Regions from separate parts of the Callithrix jacchus genome. Here region 2 is linked to region 1. The links are chromatin contacts, called in public Hi-C maps. All regions are on one chromosome and are shown on one strand. The core of a region is the stretch at or near the end of the contact, and the rest is flanking DNA. Distances in the headings are between cores, read along the strand shown. Region 1 overlaps PRKCE (protein kinase C epsilon). Region 2 holds the start of PRKCE (protein kinase C epsilon).

What was found. Hi-C and Micro-C count contacts between places; a contact is called where the count stands out from the background.
Region 2: a Hi-C map of skeletal muscle shows a contact between it and region 1, with 2.2 times the contacts expected there. The contact joins the promoter of PRKCE here to the enhancer-like site in region 1. A contact is called at or near these places in 2 of 3 Hi-C or Micro-C datasets (induced pluripotent stem cells and skeletal muscle).

Annotation. Positions count from the first base shown.
Region 1 is chr14:69,082,880-69,089,142 of calJac240_pri, forward strand. The region is part of intron 1 of PRKCE (protein kinase C epsilon); the gene reads right to left. Among named protein-coding and RNA genes, the nearest start is that of PRKCE, 41 kb to the right of the region's middle. Within about 2 kb of position 2,607, at least 2 of the 16 cell types and tissues checked have an H3K27ac peak or open chromatin away from gene starts, as enhancers often do. A contact at or near this core is called in skeletal muscle, where this site is marked.
Region 2 is chr14:69,123,501-69,129,763 of calJac240_pri, forward strand. It overlaps PRKCE (protein kinase C epsilon), which reads right to left and starts at 3,167. Exons shown (of 16, transcript XM_078349415.1): 1 at 1,851-3,167. The coding sequence starts at 2,198.

The DNA.
Region 1 (6,263 bases), core at 1,357-3,856:
CATTGTCCACATCCAGATCCAAAAATTCAGATCTAGAGAGAGGCAGGGGCGAGGGGAAAGCATAGTTGTTCCCCTGGATGGTGATGAAGGGAAAATAATTGCTATTTCCAGCTCAGGCTTCTACTATTTTTTCCTAGATGAGACATTTTACCTGGCTTTAGTACTTGGGGCTAGAGAAAGCCTATCTGGAACACCGGAGTGCCCCTTAGTTCTGGAAATGGCCATAAAAAGTTATGGAAAGCTCTTGGGGCTGAGGCATGAGCCTCTCATCTTCATATTGGTAGGGTACAGCAGAGATCGGTAATCACAAAATCTGTGTCCACAGGCCAACAGTCCATCCCTCAGCACTCAGGCAGCTGGAAGAGTGACCCTCACGGACTAAACATTTCCACACGAGCTGGACTTCTTACACACTGCAACCTTCTACATGCTCCCCAGCTTCTCCTGAGTCTCAGTCAAACTTCTCTCCCTGTTATGGATGCTACTGCCTGCCATATATCCTAGAACTCACCTTATCATGTACTATCCTCTCTTTCCATGTTCCTCCTTAACTAAAAATTCCTTCTCTTTACCCTGCTTCTTCAGATCTCCATGCCTTCTCACATCTCCTTGCCAAACTTCTCAAGGGCGACAATCCACCCTGACTGCCTTATTCCACCTCTCCTTAACCTTTTGCAATTTGAATTCTGCCCCAGTCACTTTGCTGAGAGAGTTTCCTTGAGACCAGCCTCTCAGACAGAACATGAGCTGTCAGATCTGACAGCCTCCTCATTTTCCATTCTTTTCAGCTAGCTCAAGGCAGGACCCAGCCCTGCTGGGTGACTGTCTCCTCTTGACTCTCTTCTCCCTGACCTTCTGGCCTGCACCATCTCTTGTCCATGCCTCGGGGCATTCTTCAGACCTGGGCCTTGCCCTGCTTCTCTTCTGTCCACCTTATCTCCAGGTCACCTCAGCCACCACCATGGTTCCAACCATCACACTGACATTCTCACCTCCAGCCCTGGCCTCTCCTCCAGAACACTAATCTCGAGTTTCTCACTTGGTGCTGGGCACCTACACTGGAGCTTTAATTATCTCAGATTTAACATCTTTACAAGCAAACTTATCATCTTCCTTTCAACTTTACTCTCCCCCTAAATCCCCTATCTTGCCTAAAGTCTTCACCATTCTCCCAATCAGCCCTTTCAGAAGTCGGAGGGTCACCTCTGACCTTCTCCCACCTACCCATCCATTGCCACCTCCCACCAACTTCATTCCTCCATCCCTTACTCCTCAGGATTTTCCATGACTTCTCATCCTACCACCACTTCCAAGTTCAGGCCTCCTGAGCTGCCCCGGCCCACTGAGGAATCTCTCAGCCAGCCTCAAGTCTCCAGCCTCCAATTCTTCCCTTACATTTTTACTAGAAGCATCTTCCTTCCCAGGCCAGACCCAAAGTGCATTCATGACATTGCTCATGTTCAGCTTGAAATGCCCTGCACATCTCACTTCTCTACAACTCATCCTTCACAGCCATGTGCCACGGCAAACTCATCCACAGAGCCTTTAGAATGGACCAATTCTACATGCTATGATGGATCTGTGTTTAGTGTGGAGTGGAGTGGAGTGGAGTGGGGAGAGGGAGAGAGAGAGAGAGAGAGAGAGAGAGAGAGAGAGAGAGAGAGAGAGAGAGAGAGAGAGAGTAATGTGTCCTTTCTTAGACCCTTCAACACAGTGCTGCTTGAGCCCCCTGTAGCACAGATTCCACCATCTTTTCCATCAGTCTCCCCCACTGAATTAGAAGCATCTTGAACACAAATGGTTTTGTGGGTTCAATTGTGTCCCCAAAAATATATGATAAAGTCATAACCTTCAGTACTGGTGAATGTGACCTGATTTGGAAATATGGCCTTTGCAGAGTAATCAAGTTAAGATGAGGTCACTAGGGTGGGCCCTAATCCAGTGACTGTCCTTATAAGAAGAGGAGAAGACAGAGAGAGGACGAGGGCCCTGTAAAGGCAGAGCAGAGTGGAGCTGAGCTGACATAAGCCAAGGAATGCCTGGGGCCAACAGAAGGTAGAAATGACAAGAAAACATTCCCCAACATGTTTCAGAGGGAACATGGCCCTGCCAACACCTTGATTTAGGACTTCTCGTTTCCAGAAGTTAGAGAAAATAAATTTCTGTGCTTGTAATCCACCCAGTGTGTGGTGCTTTGTTACGGCAGCCCTGGGAAACTAAGACAAGTGGGAGCTGTGTCTTATATACCTTTGCAGACTCCTTACTGCCCACAGAGTCCCTAAAACCCATTAGCTTCTTGGTGAATTCATGAACAAAAATAAACCATCCACACCAAGCTTTTTTCTGCGGGTGAAGTTTTTTAAAAAATAACCTCTGAGGCTTGAATGTTATTATTTACACTGAAGCTGTCATTGTCCTAAGGTAGAATGACAGACACACAGTCAGTGGAACCTCAGAGCAGTGTGTTGTGCCCAGAGAAAGACAGAGATGGGCTGAGTTCTAAGCCACCTGCATCCTCCTCACCTGGCTTCCCCATGCCTCATGGAAACGCTGGCAAAGCAGTTGGCTGGGCCTGCAGGTGTCTGGCACAGGAAAGAGAGTGTCTCCTCCATGCAAAGCTGTGACCTTGTACTCATTAGCACAGCGCTCTGTTCCACTGAGCTAATGACCTCAAATACCAAATACCGCAGCAGAAATTAGATTCATTACAGGGGGTGTGGAGAGGGAAGGCTGATAACAACTGTCTCTCTTCACACACGAAGTGGAGAGTAATGATAAGATGCCAGTACTGACACTGATGCACTTTCCATCCAACAAAGTGAACTCCTGAATTGAAAGCCTTTTAGGAATGAATGAGTTAGGGAGAACAGTACGGAATGTGCCAGACAGTCAGTTCTTCCTTCCTCTTTCTTGTACAGATGCTGAAAACCAATATATTGAAGGCATTCCAGAAAAACCTTTGATGGACAGAGGGGAAACACTCTCTGAGCCTGCGTCACTAGTCTGCTGGTGTCCACCAGCTTGGTGACCATAAATAATTCTCATGAGTCACAGTGAAAATCCACAGTCTCTCTGGAGACACTGCAGACCAGCAACAGGTGCACCCAGCCTGTTCCTCTGAGGAAATCAAATCTGAGGGTGGCAAAATGACTATTCCTGCCGCGGAAATGCAAATGGCTCATTCTTCCCTGCGCAGTTGGGAATGGAGAACCACCCAACCCACTGATGGACACAGCTCACTGGTTTCCGAAGGCCTTGCTCCGGCCCGGTTACAGCTTTTAGATCCTTAGTCCTGAGACTTAATGCTCCCCATGTATGCACTTTTCAATAAATCTAATCCTAAGCCATAAGAGAAGGAAATCCAACAAAGTTCAGGCTTTTCCCATGATGGCTATTTTGAAGCTTTTTGGTAAATATTAAGCATAAAATTATTTCCAAAATAAATTTGCAGTGCCCTGACTTTGCTGGCACCCTAAGGTATGTGCTGCATCTGCCTCAGAGTGAGCCAGCATGACCCATGCCAAGTTGTTCCCAAATTCTGGGAGCCCCTGGATGCTCTATGATTGCCTTTCCATTTGTGCCCCAGTCCAGCCGCCAAAAAGTATACTGGTCTCCTCACTTCAAATCATTATACAGAGAGGGAAAAATCACTCAAACCTTCTACCTCCCCAATTCTGCAACTCCCTTACTTCCAGCTCCCACACAATATACCTAAACCTCTCTCTAAGGGGTTCATCTGTAAACCCAGATGATTTTTTTTAACTTTAACATGAAAAACCTCTTACATGTATATACTGCTTTAAAAGGCAGTGCAGACCAGGTACGGTGGCTCACCCCTCTAATCCCAGCACTTTGGGAGGCCAAGGTGGGTAGACCACGAAGTCGGGAGATCAAGACCACCCTGGCCAACATGGTGAAGCCCCGTCTCTACTAAAAATACAAAAATTAGCTGGGCATGGTGGCGTGTGCCTGTAATCCCAGCTACTCGAACCAAGGAGCCAGAGGTTGCAGTGAGCAGAGATCACACCACTGCATGCACTCCAGCTTGGTGACAGAGCAAGACTCTGTCTCAAAAAAAAAAAAAAGGCACTGTCATTTTTGTCTCCAATCTGATTTAATCTTTTATTAGTGATCAACAGGAACAGCAGTTCTCACACGGGTAAAATTGACAATGCAAGAGGCCTGTCCCCTTGGTGAATAAATGTGCTTCCTTCGCCCCCTGCCCCTGCTGACATAGGACCCGTGTTTCAGCCCTCGCTTTGCACCATACATGTCAGTGGTCAGGGACCAAGAACAAATGGGCCTTTATCCCCCAAGATAAGCAACAGATGTGATTTGTAACAACTATTTTTTTTTTCTTTCTCAGACTCTTTTTAACTTAGATGTCACAGCCATAGAAATTTAGAGCTGCAGGGAACCAAAGAGAAGATTTATGAAATAAATGAAATATTTACTAAGATTCTAGTTAAACTAAGTATTGAACTATGGATTACTACACTGTAGAGTCTTTCAAAAGAAGACAGCAGATCAATATGAGCCTATCATAACAATTTCCAAAATTGGTAAGTAACAAGAGCAAGAAGCAGGACAGCGTGCATGATGATTTTCCTGTTGGTTTCCAAAAGACATATGCATAATGTGTTTACAGAATGCACAGAGTATCTCTGGAAGGATATCCACTAGTCTCTAGAGAGGGTAGTGGGAGTCTGTGATAAAGGGAAGACAAGCTGGTTTTCTTTTTTTGTTTGCTTTTTGTTTTTAGATGGAGTCTCGCTCTGTCACCCAGCCTGTCACACCAGTGCAATGGTGTGACCTCTGCTCACTGCAACCTCCGCCTTCCAGGTTCAAGCGATTCTCCTGCCTCTGTCTCCCAAATACCTGGGACTACAGGTACACATCACCATGACTGGCTAATTTTTATATTTTAAGTAGAGATGGGGTTTTATCACGTTGCCCAGGCTGGTCTCAAACATCTGACCTCGGCCTCCCAAAGTGCTAAAATTATAGGTGTAAGCTACCGCACCTGGCCAGACAACAAATTTATAAGCATTTACCTTTTCACTGCTAGAATTCTTTACTATGTGTATTTATTAAATCTTGTCTTAAATGTTACAAAATATAAATATATAACATATATACAAACAAATAAAGGACAGATTATATTATTAATTTTTAACAGGTGGAGAGACTTTGAAACTGTCTAATACCTTATTTTCACCGATAGGAAACAACGTCTAGAGAAAGGCATCAGGGGCCTCTGGCTGGAGACCAGACCCCTGGCCATTCAATTCAGTTCAGTTCTGCTCTGTTCTTTCTATTCTTCCACAGCATTTTCTGATTCATGTTCATGTTCTGGATGCCCAAGGTTACCTGAAATCTGTTCCCCAGTGAAATGAGGCATCGCTGTTCTTTATCTCACTGACATGCTTTCAACTAGGAATCTGTGATCTTGATTTTTTTGGCAAGTCAAATTCTATTCCCAATGTGCCACAAGAATTGTGCTTAAATCACTCCCTCCTTATAAAGCAAATAAGTGATCCCTAACTTAATATGTTCCTTTAACCCTGCTCTTCTTTTATGAGGTTTGCTTTAAACAAAGCACACCCCATAGAACATTCATTCATACCTACAACGTTTTGTTCATTTTCCCCTGTGTTCTTATGTTCTGGCCACATTAGCTCTAATCTGATTTGAAACATGAGCTCCCAAAAGGCCAACATCGAGTCTCCTATGTTGTGGAAGAGCACCCAGTGATTTGTGCCTTATACAGGCAATTCAGAAGCTTACTGATAAGACAGTCTCTGGCTAATGCACACTGACCCAAGACCAAGGAGCATTTGCAATAGGTGCAATTGATAAGATTATCATAACGAATAATTAGAAAGCGTATCCTTCCAACCCAGATAGGAAGCTTTATTTCAAATCCTGTTCTCTCTTTCTTATTTTTCTGGACTTACCAATGCAATAGCTAAAACCTTACATAAGTCAGAGAGAGTCTAAATACTTGGTCTCTTCCAAGAAACCCACAAAGACAACACAATCATTTGGTGGTTTTGGCATTTGCCATTAACAAAGCCCAGACTGATGCTCACTTTCTTATGCATAATACATTCATCTAAGTTAAATTCTTTTCATTTTGCTCAATTCTAGCCTCTGCCATTTATAAACTCCCAGTCTGGTTATTTTATTAGAGTTTGTTTTGGGGTAAAGGGGGAAGAAAAGAAGACAACCTAACACAGTATCTTTAAAGCAATATTTTAAAG
Region 2 (6,263 bases), core at 1,917-4,416, 41 kb after region 1:
CAAACAAGTTCCCACTGCATGCTTCACTAGGAGTGATGAAGGTGGGGACCGTGTCCTGGAGCTCCCAGAGTTTCGGGTGTGCCCAGCAAAGCATCACCAGAGATACGAAGACACTCTCCCTCCAACCAACATCTGTTCTCTAGATAAATGCGAACCTGCTGCTCCTTGTCCCTGCTCTCTGCCCCCTTGTCCAAGCCCCTCATCTGCATACACTGCAAAAATCCCACATCTCCTTGCTACCAGAGTCAAGTTTTTTTGGTCCCTTTCCTGTCCAAAAACAACAACTCCAAAATCACAGGTTTTCAGTGTCGAGGTCTGCCTCTGAAATTAGTTACCCCTTCCGCTCCCCCTCTCATATGCACTGCTTCCCTGAGGAAAGGGCCCAAAGGCCATGCATGGAAAGGAAATGGGGAACGAGTGGGAGCTCTGCTGTGGGGGCTGAGGGAAGCAGAGATGAGGGACATCTGTGAAGTAGAATGGAATGCCATGGAGTTCTTTGGGATTCCATAAAGGTTTGCCTGCTTTCCAAAGTGCAAACCACAAATCTAGAGTTCTACGCATGTGGCTTGTTGGAGCTTCCCTGTGAGACTGTAACCATGGTTTCAGGCAGACTACATCACAGCCATGAGCATAAAAACAAAAGGCTCTCTCCTATTTCTCCCTAAAACTCTGTGTCCTTGAAAAAAATATGTAAGGTGATATGCCAAAGTGATTCACGTGCAACTTCTGACCTCTAGGAGATCCATGAAGTTATCTGGTTTTCAATAAAAAGCAATTGCTCTATGCCACTTTTGAGGCTTAGAGAAATGTCTCACTTTTTGTGTAAACCAAAGAACCCTGAAAACATATATATCCAGAGGAACACTTGCACTTGCTCTTGGTGGGAACATGTCACAAACCTGAAAACACAGAAATCCATGTCCTAAATTAACACCATTCTTCCAAGAAGAGAAAAAAAAAACTAAGATCTGCTTGTCCAAGTTCCAAGATCGGATGCATTTGGTTTATAGTACATTGAGACAAGGCCTATTTCCAAATCCTTAATAGTTTAACAATGAAATTAATTAACAATTTACTCAATCTCAGACTCAGAAATCGTCTTTTATTGCACAGTAGCTTGACAATCAAAACAGAGAAATAATATAACTTTAAATAAAATTCAAAGCACTGTCTTGCAATTACCCACAAGCAGAACCTTTCTTCAAATGCAACATTCATTCTGCATGGATGGGGCAATGAATTGGACAAAACAAGCTCGGCTTATGTTTCTGGAACCATAGAGGGGACATCCTGGAGGAGGACACTTTTTTTCTACTTGTATGTCAGAAGATGAGCTAACCGCCATGCAGAAGAATACAAACACACCGGCTTCCTCCGGGAGGAAAAAATAAAGCAACTCCTCACTCGGCTAAGCAGGACAAAGCCAGGACGTGCAACAAGCCTTCAGTCAAAGGCTCCACGTGCCTTTCCAAGGACGGAGGGACCCACCCACACACAATCACACACAGCCAGCCCACCACGCGCCTGCGGAAGAAAGCCGGGTCCTCGGCCAACCTTCAGCACCAGCAGCCCAGGCTCTCCCAGTTTGGAAACCTCCCGCAGCACCACCATCTGGAGGGCACAGAGGGGGCAGAGGGCCACATCCTCTTTCCAAGTCTCATCTTCCTCGTCAATGCCTGTTTCTCCCCAACTACGAAGTGAAGTGTACCTCCCCAAGGAAACTGAGACCTGCAGGCATACACACCCCCCAGTCGTCACTGAGTCCCGGAGCCCTACGATCAAGGCCAGTGAATCTTTCCCCGGGACCCCACAACCGGGTTCCCGGACCGACGGGGAGGCCCCAGACTCACCCAGTCCTCGAAGTGGCGGCTCCCGTTCTGCAGCAGCTCCTCAAACTGGATGGTGCAGTTGGCCACGAAGTCGTCGTAGCCGATGGGGGCATCGTGAAAGACAGCCAGCTCGATCTTGCGCCCGTTGCACACATCAGTGACGAACTCGTCGTGCCAGGCCGGGCTGTTGGTCTTCTGCTTGGTGGCCGTTTGGCCGATGCGCGAGTCGTCCACATTGAGGGCAATGTAGGGGTCGAGAAGAAAAGTCTGTGGCCGGGGTCCCACCGCATGGCGCAGCGACCAGGCTGTGGGCTTCAAGCTCACGGCCTCGCAGATTTTGATCTTAAGAAGGCCATTGAACACTACCATGGTCGGGGCGGGGAGTGGGGGCCGGGGTCACTCCGTCTGCCCTGAGGGCAGGAATGAAGAACCGACGGCCCGGCGCTCCAAGCTACGGGGACTCTTGGGTCCCCTTTCGCCCCACCCCACACACTCCCTACACCTTGTGGCGTTGCGCCCTGGCGCGGGCGATTCTCAGCCAGTGCATGTATTTCCTCGCCGGATTCCTAACGGAAAACAGGGAGGGGGGAGAGCTGGGGGACGTCCGTGCTTGGAGCAAGTCTCTCCCCCCGACCACCAGCTGCACCTCCAGAAGAGAAGACGAGCTGTCGGCTCCGCTGCAAGCCGCGGGGGCTGCCTCGCCGCCTCGCTGGCTCTCCGGCTCCGGGCTGCGGGAAAGCGGGCGCCGCGCCCGGCGCTCACCTACCTTTCCGAAACATAATCCCGGGAAATTTCGACTCCGGGAGGGGGATGGGGCGGTGGGACGGGGCGGGGACGAGAACCGGGGGCGCAGATTTCAACCCGGATCCTCTTCGCACACCCAGCGCCTGCCTCTGACCGCACGGGGCGGGGGGTGGACCGAGGGATGTTCAGTCTATCCGGAGGGATGCATGTCGAGAGGAAATGGTCCTCCTCGGAGCCAAATTTTTAAAAATCCACAAGCCCTACGGCCAGCCGGGGCCGCCTCCTCCTGGGCGAAGCAGCGCCGCGCCGAAGCCGGCGATCGGGAGGCGCCAGGAGCCCAGAATCTCACATCCGCGCGGGCTCGGGAGTCCGGGCGGCCGCCGATCCGGCTCGGGGCGCAGGCCGGCACCGGGCGGTGCGCAGCGCGGCGGCGGGGCCGGGACTGCGACTCGGCTCGGCCCCACCTCCTGGGCGCCGGCGCCCGCCCGCCGCGCTCCCCGCGTCCCCGCTCTCGGCTGCCGCTCGCTCGCCGCCCGCCAGCCCGCGCTCCCCCGCGGTCTCCTCTCCCTCCGTCGGTGTGCGAGCGAGTCTCCCTCCCTCTAATGCAGGAAATGCGCAAAAGACGTCAGTGTGTGTGAGTGTGTGTGTGAGTGTGTATGTGTGCACGCGCGCGCGCGCACGGCAGTGTTTGGGGAAATAGAAAGTTTTGCCGGTTGGGGGAGCAATACGGAAAAAGTGAGCCAAGGAGAGAACGGCGGAGAGCGGGCGAGGCTGCCCGGGTCGCGGCGGCGGGCGGGGTAGCCGGGCGGGGATCCCGCGCGGGACCCAGGGGAGCGGCGGCGCTGGGCTGGGTGCCCGTGGCGCGGGCCGTGGATGGGACTCCTTTGGTCCCGACCGGGAGGCCCCGGGCTGCGCATCTATCGGGAACCCTGCGGCCAACTCAGTCTTTTAGAGCTTGGGATGGGGGAGTGGAAGGGGCCGAGTTGCCCCAAAGGCCCCGGGACCCTCCCCCTGCCCACCCCAACTCGGGTGGCTGCGGGCAGAAGCTGCCTGCGGAGTTCTGGCCGGTCTGTCACTCAGTCCCGGGACGCTGTGATACGCGGCGGTGGGGGAAGGGGGGAGGGAGGGACGAGCCTGGCTCGGGTGAGGTTTTAAACTCGATTCTTTTCTCTTGCCTTTCTTTGGCGGGGCATTCTCCCCTTTGGGATCTGTCCTGGACTTCGGAGGCTGTGAGAACTTGTTGACAAGTGAAAGCTCGGTAGAGCCCCGGCTTGGTTTGTGGTCTGTTTATTTTTTGCAAAGTGACTGTTCCTATTTACGTTGGACCTTATCGGTGCCCCTTTGTGGGACTTCGGCTCCGATCAGCGTGCTGCCAGCTGCCGTCCGGACTGCGGGGAAATGGGGCGCGCCCTCCGGGGGGCCAGCGGCTGCGTCCATGCTAATTTCCTCCGTAACCTTTAAACTCTCGCTGGAAGCCGCCGCCGCGGCTGGTCACGTGAGGCGAGCCCTGGGCTGCTGGGGAAGAATTTCCTCGGCGGGGAGCCGGGACGGGGCCGGCGGTCGGCGAGGGACTGCCCCGCGCCGGGGACTGGGAACCAGGGAGGGCAGGGCCGGGAGCGCGGGGCCCCGGGGCGTGGCCCAGCTGCGGTCCCCGCGAAGACGGCGCGGGGAAGAGGTCGGTTCTGCAGCCGGGAGCTGGGACTTATGCAAGTGGGGAAAGAAAACCTCCGCCCTCGCCCGTCTGCCAAGTCAAGTCTGGGAATTTGTAGGTATTGTGGTAAGCTGAGTGTTCATCTGGCGGGTCTGGTTTGTGTAAACCAAAATTTAAAACCCGCCTCCCAATCACTTTTTCCTCAGTGGATAAAGGTTATCATTGCCTGCGGCTTAAAAGCTTAAAAAGGCTTAAAGGCAAGGAAGGAGGCAGTCCCCTAGAAAAACAGGATATCAAGTACAGCAAACAGGCCCCCAAAATGATCAGAAAAGCCCCACGGCCATCTCCTAAGGACAGACAATTGCTCTGGAGCTTCCTAATACAGTAATTTCTCACAGCCTGCCCTGTTGAATGGGGCAGCTGGATAGAGATGGTGTTGATTCGGTCCTCCGTACGGTCTAGGTAGCTCCCATGTAAAGAGCCAGGACTTCAGTGGTTGTCTTACCCTGCCACTCCCCCAGCTGGAGGTATGATGTCTTAAAATATGTCTGTTTGACAAAGCACAAGAAGGGGCTTCTCATTGCTGTTTAATTTTTGTTTCTTTGATTGTTACTTTTTTCCCTTTTGCTTCTTTCTTCCATCCTGCAATTCTCATGAAGCCCCTTTCCCCCCTCCCAGGGCATGTGATGGAAGGCAGTGGCAAATAGGGCTTCATCTTCTGAAAATGCATTTGGGAAGCAAGAGCCAGCACCAAAGTGAGATGAATGGGATACTTTTCAGAGGCCAAATGTAAAGGGTACAACGAACATAATCAAGATAAAGATTTGAATACAATTTTAACAAAATAAGTGTGAGATTCCAGAATAGACACAGTATCTTAAAACTATTTAAATAATATTAATTATTGGACTAAGATATTTATATTGCACTAAGATATTTATATTACTGAGTTTATTGGCACCCCTTAAATTTTATACCTGAGCCAAGTGCTTCACTCATCTCACCCTAGTCCTGATTCTTTTGGAAAGTCTAGAAAGTCAAGGATTTCATGGAGTTAGGGATCTTTGACTAATTGGTGCTTCATACCTTCTCACTGCTTGCTTTGGTGGGTCCTGATTCACATGCAAACAGAAATACATGGGCTTGGAAACATTGACCTAAGTCCCTCCTCTGTGGTATGTTAAATAGGAAATAAGTTTAGCATTAATGACACACTGAACTTGAACTTTTTGCATATTGTATTCTCACTCTCCCCTTCCCAGACAAGACCCTGAAAAAATATATATGTGTATTTGTGGTTTTGTTATTTGTTTATTTATTTATTTATTTGAGACAAGGTCTCATTCTCTTGCCCAGGCTGAAAGTGCAGTGGCACAATCACAGCTCACTTTAATCTTGACCTCCAAGGCTCAAGCCATCCTTCCACCTCTCAGCCTCCCAAGTAGCTGGGACTATAGGTACGTGCCACCACACCAAGCTAATTTTTTTGTTGTTGTTTCTTTCATAGAGACAGGGTTTTGCCATGTTGCCTAGACTGGTCTCAAATTCCTGGGCTCAAGTGATCCACCTGCCTCAGCCTCCTAAAGTGCTGGGATTACAGGCATGAGCCACCATGCCCAGCCCCCAAATATATTAAATAGGGTCTGTTACCATCTCAGTGACTATCTTAAATAACCTACAAACTTCCAGCATCATTTCCTGGCATCCTGGGTGAAGTTATAGGAAAGCAGCCTCTGCCTCTCAGCTGACTGTTACTTCGTGTAAATTACCAGACTGCAATTCTCACAGGCGACCAATGCCTGTCTCCTTTCCATTACAGCAATTCTTTCGGAGCAGTGGTAATAAAAGACTTTGTCAAACAAAATATGGGTTTTGTATTGGGTTAATGTTTACATAAAAAGGGAGAATGCTGGTACGCTGTATGCAAACACTGCTAGTTTCCTGCCCTTATTACCTCCTTGTTTCTAAATAAATCTCTTGCCTTCATACTCTCAAACATGACCAAATGAAAATGTGTATTCCCAGGGGCATCATGGAGA